Linked DNA regions of Mus musculus: region 1 is linked to region 2. Evidence: chromatin contacts called from public Hi-C data. All regions are on one chromosome and are shown on one strand. The core of a region is the stretch at or near the end of the contact, and the rest is flanking DNA. Distances in the headings are between cores, read along the strand shown.

Region 1 (6,285 bases), core at 572-3,071, 77 kb before region 2:
AGAGAGAGGAAGAAAGATTGCAGAAAAGAATACATCTAATGAGTGTGTGTGATACTCGCCTGTTCTTTATTCACTCCTTGGCTGTATTTCATCTATTGCTCTCTACACTCCATAGGGTTAATATAAGGACTACTAAATGCCTCCTGACTGACAGTGCGTGTAAACTCTGCATACAGATATTACTTCAGAGGAGCTGTCATCTAGTTTCATACACATCTTTCCTTTCAGATGCAGAGGACAGAGCCCTGATGTGTGTAGGGACTCGGCATGCTTTCTGAGTGCATTATGAAAGAATACACCAATATTATGAACTGTTCTTGCAAGTGCCAACATCTACCCCTTAACTACTTGGACCTATTGCAATAATTACTTTTAAAAAAATGTACTAATGTCTGATTCTACAAAAAGGTTTCTCCATGTAACCATAACTCTAAACCCTTGACAGTGAACTTACATCCTCAGCAGAAATGTTCCAGTGAGAAGTGGTTCCATGGACTAGTGTGCTGGCTAGCAAGAGGAAACAAAGCTTACTGTGGACACTTTTAGGTTTCTTTTCTTGTAATCTGGGTGGATGTTTTATTGTTTGTCCTCACTGTCCATTCACTGGAGCTTAGGTGACTGTGTCTGAGATACATTTAGAACATCCTGTGTTGGGGACATGCCAGCCTGTCACATGGGCCTCCATAGCACTTGGCCAGTTCACCTTTGTTCTTTCTTTGTCTGCCTCTGCTCTCCCAGCATTTGAGTCCTTGGGCAGAGGCACACAGTGGAAAGAACTGATGACTAATTACATCCATTTATCATTTAGATCCTGAGCCTGGGCCTGTCACTCTAGTACATGAGACAGGAAGGGAGTTTGAGGGTGTCAAGATCTTTAGTTCTGTTTTAGTAAAAGTCACACAGCCCCGGGGAAGCCACCCTTCTTCACTTTACCACAGTTGGATACAAAGGCTACAGCTCTCCAAAGTACATCTAAAAGGAGCAACCATGATCTCGTGGACTCCTCTCACCATAACACTCATAAAGAGAACCACTACGATTTAGGTGTGGTGATACACATCTGTGATTACACCATTTGTGACATGGAGCTGAGAGAGAACCAGTTCAAGGTTATCTTTGGATCCCTAGAAGCCAGAATTCATGAAAACAACTACAAAAGGAAATACAAAAGAAAACTACCTAATATACACCGGCTGTCCTGATTCTGTAGTTCGTTTAAAGCAATGAAAGATCTTTTGGCTAATTTTTTTTATTACATTTACTTCATGTTTTAGTGTGTGTGTGTGTGTGTGTGTGTGTGTGTGTGTGTGTGTATTAGTACGCATGTCATGGTTGGAATGTGAAGGTCAGAAGACAACTTGTGGGAGTCAGTTCCCTCTTTCTCTCATGTGGGTCCCATGGACCAACTCCATGAGGTTTAGCAACAAATGCCTTCACTCCGTCAGCCATCCCTCTGGCCTGTAACAACAATATTTGAATACAGAATGCTGCATATTCTAAATAAGTATACTGTTCTGTCCTAAATTTGATTCAATAACAAAGAAGGTCATCTGTGGAAAAAACTGGTAACATTTGAGTAAGGTGTCCAAAATAACCTAAGAATTAAGTTCTTAGTTCTCAAATACATACAATGTTATTCATTTTTTGAGGATTTCATACAATGTATTTTGACCATATTTATTGCCACACTTCTCTGCTTAAGCCTTAGCCAGTGAGTTTTTAGAATTATAGGAATAGAGATGAGGTCTTGCAAAGGCATTTACATCTCTGAAAACTGTGCCTCACCAGCGGTTATGACTAACGACAGCTGCATTGCTGGCACTGTCTGAAGAGGCTGGGCCTACCCAAGAGTCTTTTCTCTCCAGCATTTATTACTGCTTGTGCAACCTTAGGGAAGGTCCATGACGATTTTGGCAGTTTCCGAAGGCTTCTGAGTCTTGCGACTTTTGTTTACTTCCTGAGCCTTGTAAGTTGCATTCACTTCCTACTCTTATGAGCCTCCATCTGAGAGGGAGTGTTCCCATTTAGAGGAGTAACAACACATGCTTATGGGACTGAGATGGATGTTGACACAAGTAAAGGTGAGGACATTGGTTTGTGCACAGCCACTAAGTCATAGCAGTTACAACAGATGTTGTTCAATAAGCATCGCCTCCTTTCCCCAGATTTGACCACTGATGTTGTACCAACCATAATAATCCCTTTGTTTCCTACAGCTTGGGCTCAAGTGTGTAACCAATGGAAGACATCAATTGGAAGCTCATCCTCCTAGGGAAGTTGTCAGACAAGAAAGAATGACAGACACTCACAGATGAATGGTGAGACAGACAGACAGACACGGGTAATCTTTTACTTCCTGTGGTGAGAGGATGTGATGGCAGCTATCATATGACCAGGACAAACAGCAGTAGAGCTGCATCCTCTGAACCCAACCATCAGCAAGCTGCTGGACCATCTGTCTCTAGACGCCATTTTATGTGAGACAACTGATGTTCTTGTTGCTCAGGTCACTTTCAGTATCCTTTATCACCACACTTAACATAACCCTCACTAGAGGTTACAGAGAATGAGAAGTTATTGCGAGATTCCAGATGAGGACTATGTGCTTTAAAAAGGTCATACATCTGGTGAGGTACACAGAGTGACAAAGGAGTGGAGAAATGGATGTTTTAAAACAAAAGATTTAAATGTATGATTATCTAGTAGTAGTAGTAGTAGTGGTAGTGGTGGTGGTGGTGGTGGTGGTGGTGGTGGTGGTGGTGGTGGTGGTAGTGGTAGTGGTAGTGGTAGTGGTGGTGGTAGTGGTAGTAGTGTGTGTTGGGGCATGATTACTATGGTGCATGTGTGGAGAACAAAGGACAACTTTTATTTATTTATTTATTTATTTATTTATTTATATTTGTCAAGACAGGGTTTCTCTGTGTATCCTTGGCGGTCCTGGAACTTGCTCTGTAGACCAGGCTGACCTTGAACTCAGACATCCACCTGCCTCTGTCTCCAGAGGATTAAATGTGTATGCCACCTACACCTATATCTTGCCAGCATGTATGTCTGTTCACCTTATCTATGCAATCCAGAAGAGAGTATTGAATCCCAATGAGACTAGAGTTATAGCCAGTAATGAGCTGCCATTGGGTCCTAGGGATAGAACTCAAACCCTCTGAAAGAGGAACCGCTCTTAACCACCACATCATCTCTCTAGCCCCCATTTAATTAAAAACATTTAATTTCCTAAAATTATATTTATTAGTTTAATTGTCCAGGATCAGAACAGACACACCACAGCACGTGTTTAAAGGTCAGAGGATAACTTGTGGGAGCTGATGCTCTCCTTCCATCATGTTGGTCCTGGAGTTCAAAGTCAGGTCTCCGGGCTTGGTGATGGGTACCTTTATCCACTGAGCTACCTCTGGAAACCAGTTCTCTTCTTGCATCTGTATGTGGGTTCCAGATATCAAACTGAAACCACTAAGCTTACAAGGCAAGTAAGTGCTTTACCTACCAAGTTATCTCACCACCAAGAGATAATTTAAATTCTTTCCATTGAGCATTGTTTAGTTCACCTCATACAACACCCTCACAGATGCTGTGGTATTTATTGGTTGGCAGAGCTCCATGTGGGAAGGGTCAGATGAGTACCTGCCCAAAGGCTGGCCCTGAATTTTTGTTTTTTTTTTTTTTCTAATTGTCCAGGGACAGATCAGCTAATGGAAAACCCGTGGGAAACTTTCCAATGAGAAAAGGAAAGCATTTCCAAGAAGGCTGAGCTCAGAAGTCTCTTTCTAACATATTTTTTTAAAATGAAAAAGTACATAAGCTTTTTAATAATTGATTACTAAAACCAACACCACCCTGTGGAAAGGCTCATTTTAATACCAATGGCTCTCTGGAATAAGACAGAGAAAAAAAAGTTATGTAGGGTACCATAGTCTTTCCTGTCTCAGGTGAGAATGTTTCTCGGAATTGCTACCTGAAGGAGATCTTGGAAACTTTGTCCAGCACATCCCCTTTTCCCTTATTATTTGATGTTTTATTTTTCTACATTCCACAAGCATATTTACATGATGTCTGTGTCCTTATCACATTGTAGAGAACCATAAATTATAAACATAAACTGATTATTATAATTGAGTGTAACACCATCACCCAGCTTCCAATTCTTAAGATACAATAGATAGATAGATAGATAGATAGATAGATAGATAGATAGATAGACAGACAGACAGATAGAGTTAGATATATAGAGAGATAATAGAGATAGATAATATATAATCTATTTTCAAGGAAGCATTATGGTTTTCCATGTGATTGCTGTGGAAAATAAATGTCACACAGGTCAAAGCAATTTTCCATGGGGTTATATAACTGATAACATGCAAAGCTAGATTTCATCCTGAGTCATCCTGACTATAAAAGCTAAGGGAGGAGATTTTTGGATGCAATTTTGCTGGGAGTGCTGGGTTTGGAAGGATGACATGTAAAAGGATTGAGGTCCAGACAGAGATCTCAGCCAGCACAGCTTCTTTGGTGTTAGAATGAGGACACTATAAGTAAGACAGGAAGGGAGGGGGTTGAGTGGGAAAGAGGGACAAGAGGGGACCAGCAGGCAAGTTTCACTGTGCAATGATGTCTGGAGCCAGTGGATCACAAGTCACTACAAGTTGTAATTTAGAGAGACACTGAACACATTCTTTTGAGAGACACAGAAAAGAGAGATGGCAAGAAGGACAGTACCAGGAGGACTCACCAAGTTCTAATAGTGTGAGACCTTTGGCCACCATAAATTATAGGTCAGTCTTATATTTTTGGGTGTGATCCTAGCCTTTTAAAGCTGAGCCATCTCTCCAGCCCCATGCCAGTCTTCAGTGGGGATGTGCTTTTTAAAATTCTGCATCACAGTATTTTCTGAAAACATAGAGGTAAGGAGGGCTCCATTAGAGCTGTTAGAGAATCCCGAGTGATGGCAATCAGCACTCCTGCCCCAGTGTCTCCCCAACTCACTACTGTCTTTTTAATCCTTTATCACACTGGCCTAGGCTCTGTTGGAATTTGAGCTTTGCTTGCCCTAGCAATCTCTACAGTGTCCACTGAAGACAAAGATGGATAGTCAGTCTTCTTGAGTTCTGTCACCCTAGGGCAGACTCCACACCCAAGAAGAGTTGGCCAACACACATTGGATTTGATAGATTTTTTTAAAAAGAGAAAGAAAGAACACAGAGTTGGGTGGATAGAGAGGTGGGAGTGTATCTGAGAGGCATTGGGGGAGGGTCGAAGAGCAAAACACAGTATGAAGTTTTCAAAGAATTAATAAAAATATTTTTAAGTAAAAGGAAATGCTCACTTGACTGCATCTTTGAAATCCTACAATTATTGTGCATTGCTTTTACAATATAAGAAAATGTGAATGTTATTTTTAAAACCATCAGTCCCACAAATATTGAAGGAGGAGCTGTGGTTTGGCAGGAGTCCTGTGAAAAGATCCAGGGGTTTTATTGAAGTCAGGCTCAATGTGAGCCAAACTCATGACACAGCAGCAAGAAAACAAAACAAAGCAAAACCCCTAGCAGATAATTGGAAGCCATGACCTCCCAGCACGCAGCACGTCCTCATCTGGAACACAAGACACGTGTTACAGAATAAAATAATAAACCAGAGAGTGTTTGCTGCTATGGATCCAAGCAAAGAAGCCTAGAAGTCAGGTTCATGAGGAATAATCTCACACACGCATACACACACACACACACACACATACATATACCATACACATACACACATATCTCACACATATACACCACACAGACATACACATATGCACCACACACATACCATACACATATTCACACCACACACAAACTAACACATGTTCGTATACAACACACATACACACCACACACCATACACATACCACACACACACATACACACACACACACACACACACACACACACACTGTATACACCACACACAAATATACACATACACACATATGTACCACACGCACACACATAGGACTAGTGCCCCTGAGCATGATGGGATGGGGTTAGCCACTTGAATATGAAAGCAGATTTGAAAATACTAATGTATTCAATCCTGGATTTCCTTGTACAGTGGAAATCTGTACCTAGTGAGAAATCGTCCAGAAGAAACTATATGGCAACCCATTTCAGGGGAGAATTGGGGCCAGGTAACCTCAGCTCATACTTCAGATCCAGGTCTCTGCCCCCCACCCCCATGACTAGGTTCAGCAGTGTTGATATTTACTGAGTAACATGTCTGGAGCAAAAA
Region 2 (6,375 bases), core at 1,112-3,611:
GAAGAAAGAAAGAAAAACAGACATTTCTAATGCATCTATTTAGTTATTACATAAAAGTCATAATTACATGAAGGCTGTAAACTATATTTGTTATGTATAAATGGCAGATTTTAAAGTTGTTATTTCAGTTACTAACACACTACAGATGTGCTATGTATCTTCTGAGATAAGTCTGTGCCCTGCCCAAATTTACATCACATTTTATAAAATACTCATTTTTTTTCAGACATTTTGACATACATAACCATCCCTGGGTTATTTCTGATATAATACCATGATTGCAGGGACTTACAGGAGGGGGGGGTTACCTAGGAACTGTGGTTCCAGATGACCAGAGTTCATGGTAGCAGAACAAGGATGTGCATCACAAAACAGCTGAGAACTCACATCTGGATCCACAAGTGGAAGGCAAAGAAATGGCATGAAACTTTTGAAAGCTTAAAGTCCACTGCCAATGATAAGTCCACATCCTCCAATAAGACCACACCTCCTAATCCTTCCCAAACAGTTCTATCAACCAAGGACCAAGTATTCAAACACAGGAGCCTATGGGCACTGTGCTATTTCAAACCACCATACGCTACAAATTTACTGAGGTGAACTGAGGCTATTGGGTCAGGTGAACATATTAAAATTCATAAGGAAACGAGATCCAAGAACTTGCCGGACACACCAGACCAAGGAAAGGATACAACTCTCTCACCTAGACCTCATTAAGAACTGGCACATAGAACCATGCACACTTGGCCCCACCTACTTGTCATGTGACCACCCATAACAAGGACAATAGTTAGAGAACTCCCAACTGCTTCCAGGGCTTCAGCTTAGCTCTGCCCTCACTGTTCAGACAGCCCACCCTTCTGTTTGTCTGTCTAGACCAGCAGGTGACCCATCTGTCTGCCCATTCTTTCATCTGGAACTAGTTCTGATAGCTCAGAGGTTGAATCCAACCATGCAGTTTCACATCCAGCCCGAGAGAGCTGCAGGAGGCTGACCCATAAGAACAGCTAACTCCCAACAGCCCTGTTCCGTTCACATGTCATCTCAGCAGTACAGACTCTAGCTAGATTTCTTTTTTTTTTATTAGGTATTTTCCTCATTTACATTTCTAATGCTATCCCAAAAGTCCCCCATACCCCCCCCACTCCTCTACCCACCCACTCCCACTTTTTGACCCTGGCGTTCTCCTGTACTGGGGCATATAAAGTTTGCATGTCCAATGGGCCTCTCTTTCTAGTGATGGTCGACTAGCTTCCTAGCTTCTCCAGACTTCCGAAACGCCTTGCATTCTGTGGTGGGCATTCTGAAACCTCTACATGAATATAAATAAATATGTGTATAGATATAGATATCTATAGATACGGATGATATAGACAATTGTGTGGAATGTAATGTGTGCTCTGAGAATATTATTAGTAATTAAGACTGGAGTGAAAGTGAATCCTGCTCACCTAAGCCAAGATTACCAAGGAAAAAGGGAATGTCTAGCAAAGTGCTACCATGAAATTGGTATGCCCTGTAACCTATTGTTAGTCAACTCTTCTGGCATTGAGCAAAGACACAAACACAACTATGTGCTTCTGACATTGAACACTCACAACATATCTATGTTATATGTAGCCTAACCAAATGCTACAGGAGCTGAAGCAATATTCATAATAGATTGGCTACTTATCATCAAAAATATATTATAGCGCTTCATATACTCCAATGCTCCAGTCTCAGACAAGTTAATGTGTCCAACGGTGGGACAGGCTTTTCCATCAAAGATGGCCAGGGTGCACAAAGGCCAGTCTTTTATAACCCTCTTCCATCTAGTGAAACTCTCATGTATGTACTTTTTTGCTTAAACCCCAGACAACAAGATGTTCCTGAAACTTCACTCTGTATCACACCCTTCCCCTTCCTGATGATTGCAAATTAGTCAATTTCATCAGACTGTGAGATCAAGCTCTCAACAATAGAGTGAGCCATAGGTCCCACCCTGCATTAGAATACAACCTAAGTGACCTTACCAACCACATGCACTTGCTCTCCTGGTTTGGGTCATTACACATCCATTCTTTTGCAAAAGTAAAGACCGTCTGGAACAACTCTGATACTGTTTACACATCTGTATGTGCGACATCATAAGTACTCTGATACTCTCTTCCAATAAAGGGAGACGTGTTGACGGTATTACAACAGCCTTTAAGGCTAACAAGAAGCCACACACATGCTAATACCACACACTTTCCCAAGAAGAGCACTGAGTCAAAAATGACAAAAGCCATAGCCTTAAAGGATCCTGGGCACAAGAGCACAAGACAATTTATGAGGATATAAATAACTATAATACAAGTCTCAGAGCAGAGGATTCAGGCATCCGTGGAATTCATCTCCTATCGCTTGTGGCTGGAATTCATATAAGCCTAGAAGGGTGGGTAGGTGTCACCCAGGCAGAAAGAAAAGGAACAGATTCTAAAATAAATCATGAAACTCTAATTTCTTGGGCTTAAGAAGAATCGTGAGTCAGCCAGAACACCAAAAGAGGACTTTGGGACAATTCCACTGCTTTCTTTCTTCTTCTTCTTTTTTTTTTTAAATATATTTTAAGCCCCTTTCCTCACCCAAACAGATACATGTACATATATTAAAAATACGTACAAGAAATGTTTCTTTAGTCCTAATATTAGGTAGCTAAACAGACAGACAGACGTCAGTCGTCTTGGAGTACATTAACCTCCTGTTTCCCTGGTAACAGGAGAAAAGGAAGCATCACATTTTCCCTCCTTAAATTTGAAAATATCCCGTGAAAAAGTGGGCTTTCAAGAGGCCTAGTGAAGAAAATCTAACGCCTATTAGTCAAAACAAAAAAAACAAAACAAAACAAAACAAAACAAAACAAAAAAAAAAACGAATGGATCCAGGTGGAGACTTGCCATTCTGATCCATCTCAAAGACTAGACTTTACATACCATTGTTTCTTTTGCTTGAAGCTCTTTTAACACCTGTCAATCACCTGGCCAGGAGACCGGGCCAACAAAACAAAACACAACAAAACAAAACACAACACAACACAACACAACAACAACAACAACAACAACAACAACAATAAATGATTCACTGGAAGACAAGCCAATGGAATGGGAGGAATAATTACCTCTTAAGGAGAAATAATCTTTACTCCCCCCCACCCAGCCTTCTTCCCTCAGGAAGTCAGATCCAACACTTTGTTGCTAAGTGTGCACATGAATACTTTTCCCCCTTCTTTCTCTCTGTTTCTCAGAGACTGGCCCAAATCCTCAGTGCACTTTCCTTGACACTGTGTGCGTTCACAACTCTTGCTTTCAACTCCCTGCAGCTTTTACAGCTCCCTTCATCTGCCAAGCTCCCCTGCCAACCAGAGCCCAGGATACAGAACATAATTCCTTCCTCTTACCCATCTTCCTCCTCTCAGCTGTTGCCATGGCTTCTATAAAGCTTGCCTGCTGGGCTCCTCTCCAACTAATAAAAGATATTCCTCAATGTTTTTTCTGATTCTGTTTTTAAATTCCTTTTATCAGTTCCCCAAAAGGGAACCCCAATTGTACACTGGAATAACAGTCTGTAAGAGCCTGACTAATAACTGTGGAAAAGAGCCTGTGTTTCGGCAGAAGGTGGGGAAAATGGTGGACAGCTCTGAATCATCCAATTTGAAGAGATAATTAGAAAGAAGGTTGTGAGAGGTAGAGCAGTGGGGTATTCCCCTGTTCCAGGCTCTCTGTATTCTAGGGCAGGCGTCACTGTACTTTCAAGAGAAGGGGAAGGAAGAAGAAAAGCACAAAGCAAATCCCCTGGAAAGTTAAAGCTCCCATTCTGACACAGCCCACACGTTCCTTCTTGACTTTCGAAATCCTGGGCGCTCACTTCTGTTTGCTCTCCTGCACAGAGGCAAACATTCTATATTCACAGGCCATCTTGCTTAAGACAGTTAAAGTTGAAGTGTGTGCATTAAGGTTAGTGTCCATGAAGAACAGCGGCTGGCAGTAAAATCACGTGACATAACCTCTGAAAAGCAGGAGCTGGTGTCACAACACCTGGCAGTGATTCCTATGAAAGCTGAGCCTAGAAATCTAGTTCCTAAGTTTTATAGCAATTTCCCTTAAAAAAAAAAAGCCCAGTGAATAAAATGTTAGTATTTTACACTTAATTCTCCATGTTAATGAATGCATATGGTGTATTTGTGTGTGTGTGTGTGTGTGTGTGTGTGTGTGTGTGTGTGTGTGTGTAAGCATGTTATTGTTTTTATCTGGACTTTTATATGGCATGAACCATAATCCAGAAACGGAGGACATCAGTCATCAGTTTTTGATCTAGGTTGTGAAGAATTGTGGCCATAAAAAGCTCAGGTCCAAGCATGGTGGTATACATCCTTAATCCCAGGAGACAGAAGCAAGCAGATGTCTGAGTTCAAGGTCAGGCTAGGAAAGAGAAAGTCCCAAGTAGCAAAAATCTTAGATCTAGGCCTGGTGGTATATGACTTCAAATCCAGAATTCAGGACACAGAGTCACACAGATCTCTGAGTTCAAGGTCCATCTATAGAGTAAGTTCCAGGCTAGGCAGTGAAGGAGTTGGAAAATGGAATGCTGATGATAATACACTAGACCAAGGGGGCCATGGTCCAGCCCCAGCAAGCAGCAGAACTTTGCAGCTTCAGGCGTGTCGCTCTGGCTTTAGAGTAAGAATAGAAGGAACTACTGGGAAAATTGATGCTGGTTAGCTGGAGCTAAGAAATTAGCCGTGATTACGAGACCAGCATCATTGAGGTGAAATCTTCTGGGAAGTGTTTTCTGAGAACACAAAGAAAGCTGTGTTCCAGAGATATCCAAGATTGTACCTCATGCTGAAGCTAGAGGTGGTAATGTGTAAGAGTCACCCAGGTGGCACTAGTTTGAAGGCATGAAGGGGTCATGGAGAGCAACTGAGCCTTGGCACATTGAGAGGCCATGGAAGGGCATTGGTGAAGGTGCGGCCTCATTTGCAGTTGACAGCCCAGGACTAAAGGGGTCATGCAAAAGATGTGAGGCTTGGCACCATGAAGAGAGCCTATGAGAGGCTATTGGCGAAGTGTAGTTGCAGTGGAGGATTCCAGCAAATTGGAGACACTAGTTTCGTGGAATGGTCAACAAGAAAAGCAGCAGCAGTGGAGTGGAGTCAGCAGAGCTTAGAGTGTTACAGAAGGCAGAGCTGGAGAAGTGACTCACATCCTTTGGAGGAGCCCAGAAGATCATGCATGGATCCCAGACACTGGAACAAGAGACTATAAAGCTGAAGTTACCTTGGATACCCCAAGATGGTTGAGACCGCAGAGCCATGAGCTATCTGTTGAGACAAGCTGCTAACTACGATTGGAACCAGCACAACAGGAAGAAGTTGCTGCAGCCAACAAAGATGAAGGGAATTGTAATCTGAAGAGTCACAGAGATGCAGAGGTTTGGAGTTTGCCCAGCTGGTTTCCTGTTTTGCTTTGGTCCACTATTTCTTCACTATGCCATTTTAGGATGGCAATGTATATCCTGTGATGTTGGAAGTATATGATCTGCCTTTTGATTTTGATTTTTTTTTAAGGGATTGCAGTTAAGAGATTGTATGAATCTCAGAGGAGCCCTTGAACTGTGGACTTTCAAACTGTTGAGACTGTTATAGATTATGGGACTTCTGAAGTTGAACTAAATGTTTTAGCATTATGCTATGGCTAAGTATGCCCCACCCCCGCCCCCCGCCCATAGACTCACGTGTTTGAACTAACCTATGGGGCCAGGAGTGGAATGTGGTGGTTTGAAAATGCTTTTCCCCTAGGAAGTGGCACTACTGGGAGGTGTAGCTTTGTTAGAGGAAGTGTGTCACTGTGGGGGTGGGCTTTGAGGTCTCCTATATATGATTAAGTCTGGCCAGAGTCAGTCTTCTCCTGTCTGCCTTGGGATCAAGACATAGAACTCTCAGCTCCTCCTGCACCATGCCTGCTTGGTGTTGCCCTGCTTCCGACCATGATAATGGACTGAACCTCTAAACCTGTAAGCCAGCCCCAATTAAATGTTGTCCTTTATAAGAGTTGCCTTGGCCATAGTGTATCTTCACAGCAGTGGGAACCCTAACTAAGACAGCCCATTATCATGCATGGATGTCTGCATGGCTGGAGTCCTGGGCTGAAGTTTTCAGTCTGTGTGTGTTCCAAAATGGCACAATTTTAGCTTTAGGGCTAAGGAGAAAAAGATAAAATTACATATTTAGCCTGGGAAAGATGCAATTTAGGCCAGATGAAACCTCTTGCTTTTGTAAATACTTAGATACAGTGTTCAGGGCTGGTGTTGCAATAAACATCTGTGTAGTTTATTGTGGCCTAGGCCCAGCCC

What was found. A called contact is a pair of places that touch in the nucleus more often than the background predicts.
Region 1: a contact with region 2 is called in a Hi-C map of the C2C12 cell line, with 6 times the contacts expected there. The contact joins two enhancer-like sites. A contact is called at or near these places in 7 of 39 promoter capture datasets (3T3-L1-derived adipocytes, the C10 cell line, the HPC-7 cell line and 3 more), 1 of 15 datasets of contacts at CTCF or cohesin (the NIH/3T3 cell line), 21 of 484 Hi-C or Micro-C datasets (the C2C12 cell line, brain, cerebellar granule neurons and 13 more) and 2 of 115 datasets of contacts at active chromatin or transcription factors (embryonic fibroblasts and fibro-adipogenic progenitors).

Annotation. Positions count from the first base shown.
Region 1 is chr17:43,783,972-43,790,256 of GRCm38.p6, reverse strand. Gm34773 (a long non-coding RNA gene) reads left to right here. Exons shown (of 3, transcript XR_385586.2): 3 at 2,217-2,716. Among named protein-coding and RNA genes, the nearest start is that of Gm34773, 13 kb to the left of the region's middle. Within about 2 kb of position 1,821, at least 11 of the 459 cell types and tissues checked have an H3K27ac peak or open chromatin away from gene starts, as enhancers often do. A contact at or near this core is called in the C2C12 cell line, where this site is marked.
Region 2 is chr17:43,707,812-43,714,186 of GRCm38.p6, reverse strand. All of the region lies in intron 7 of Cyp39a1 (cytochrome P450, family 39, subfamily a, polypeptide 1), which reads right to left. Among named protein-coding and RNA genes, the nearest start is that of Gm25783, 13 kb to the right of the region's middle. Within about 2 kb of position 2,361, at least 18 of the 459 cell types and tissues checked have an H3K27ac peak or open chromatin away from gene starts, as enhancers often do. A contact at or near this core is called in the C2C12 cell line, where this site is marked.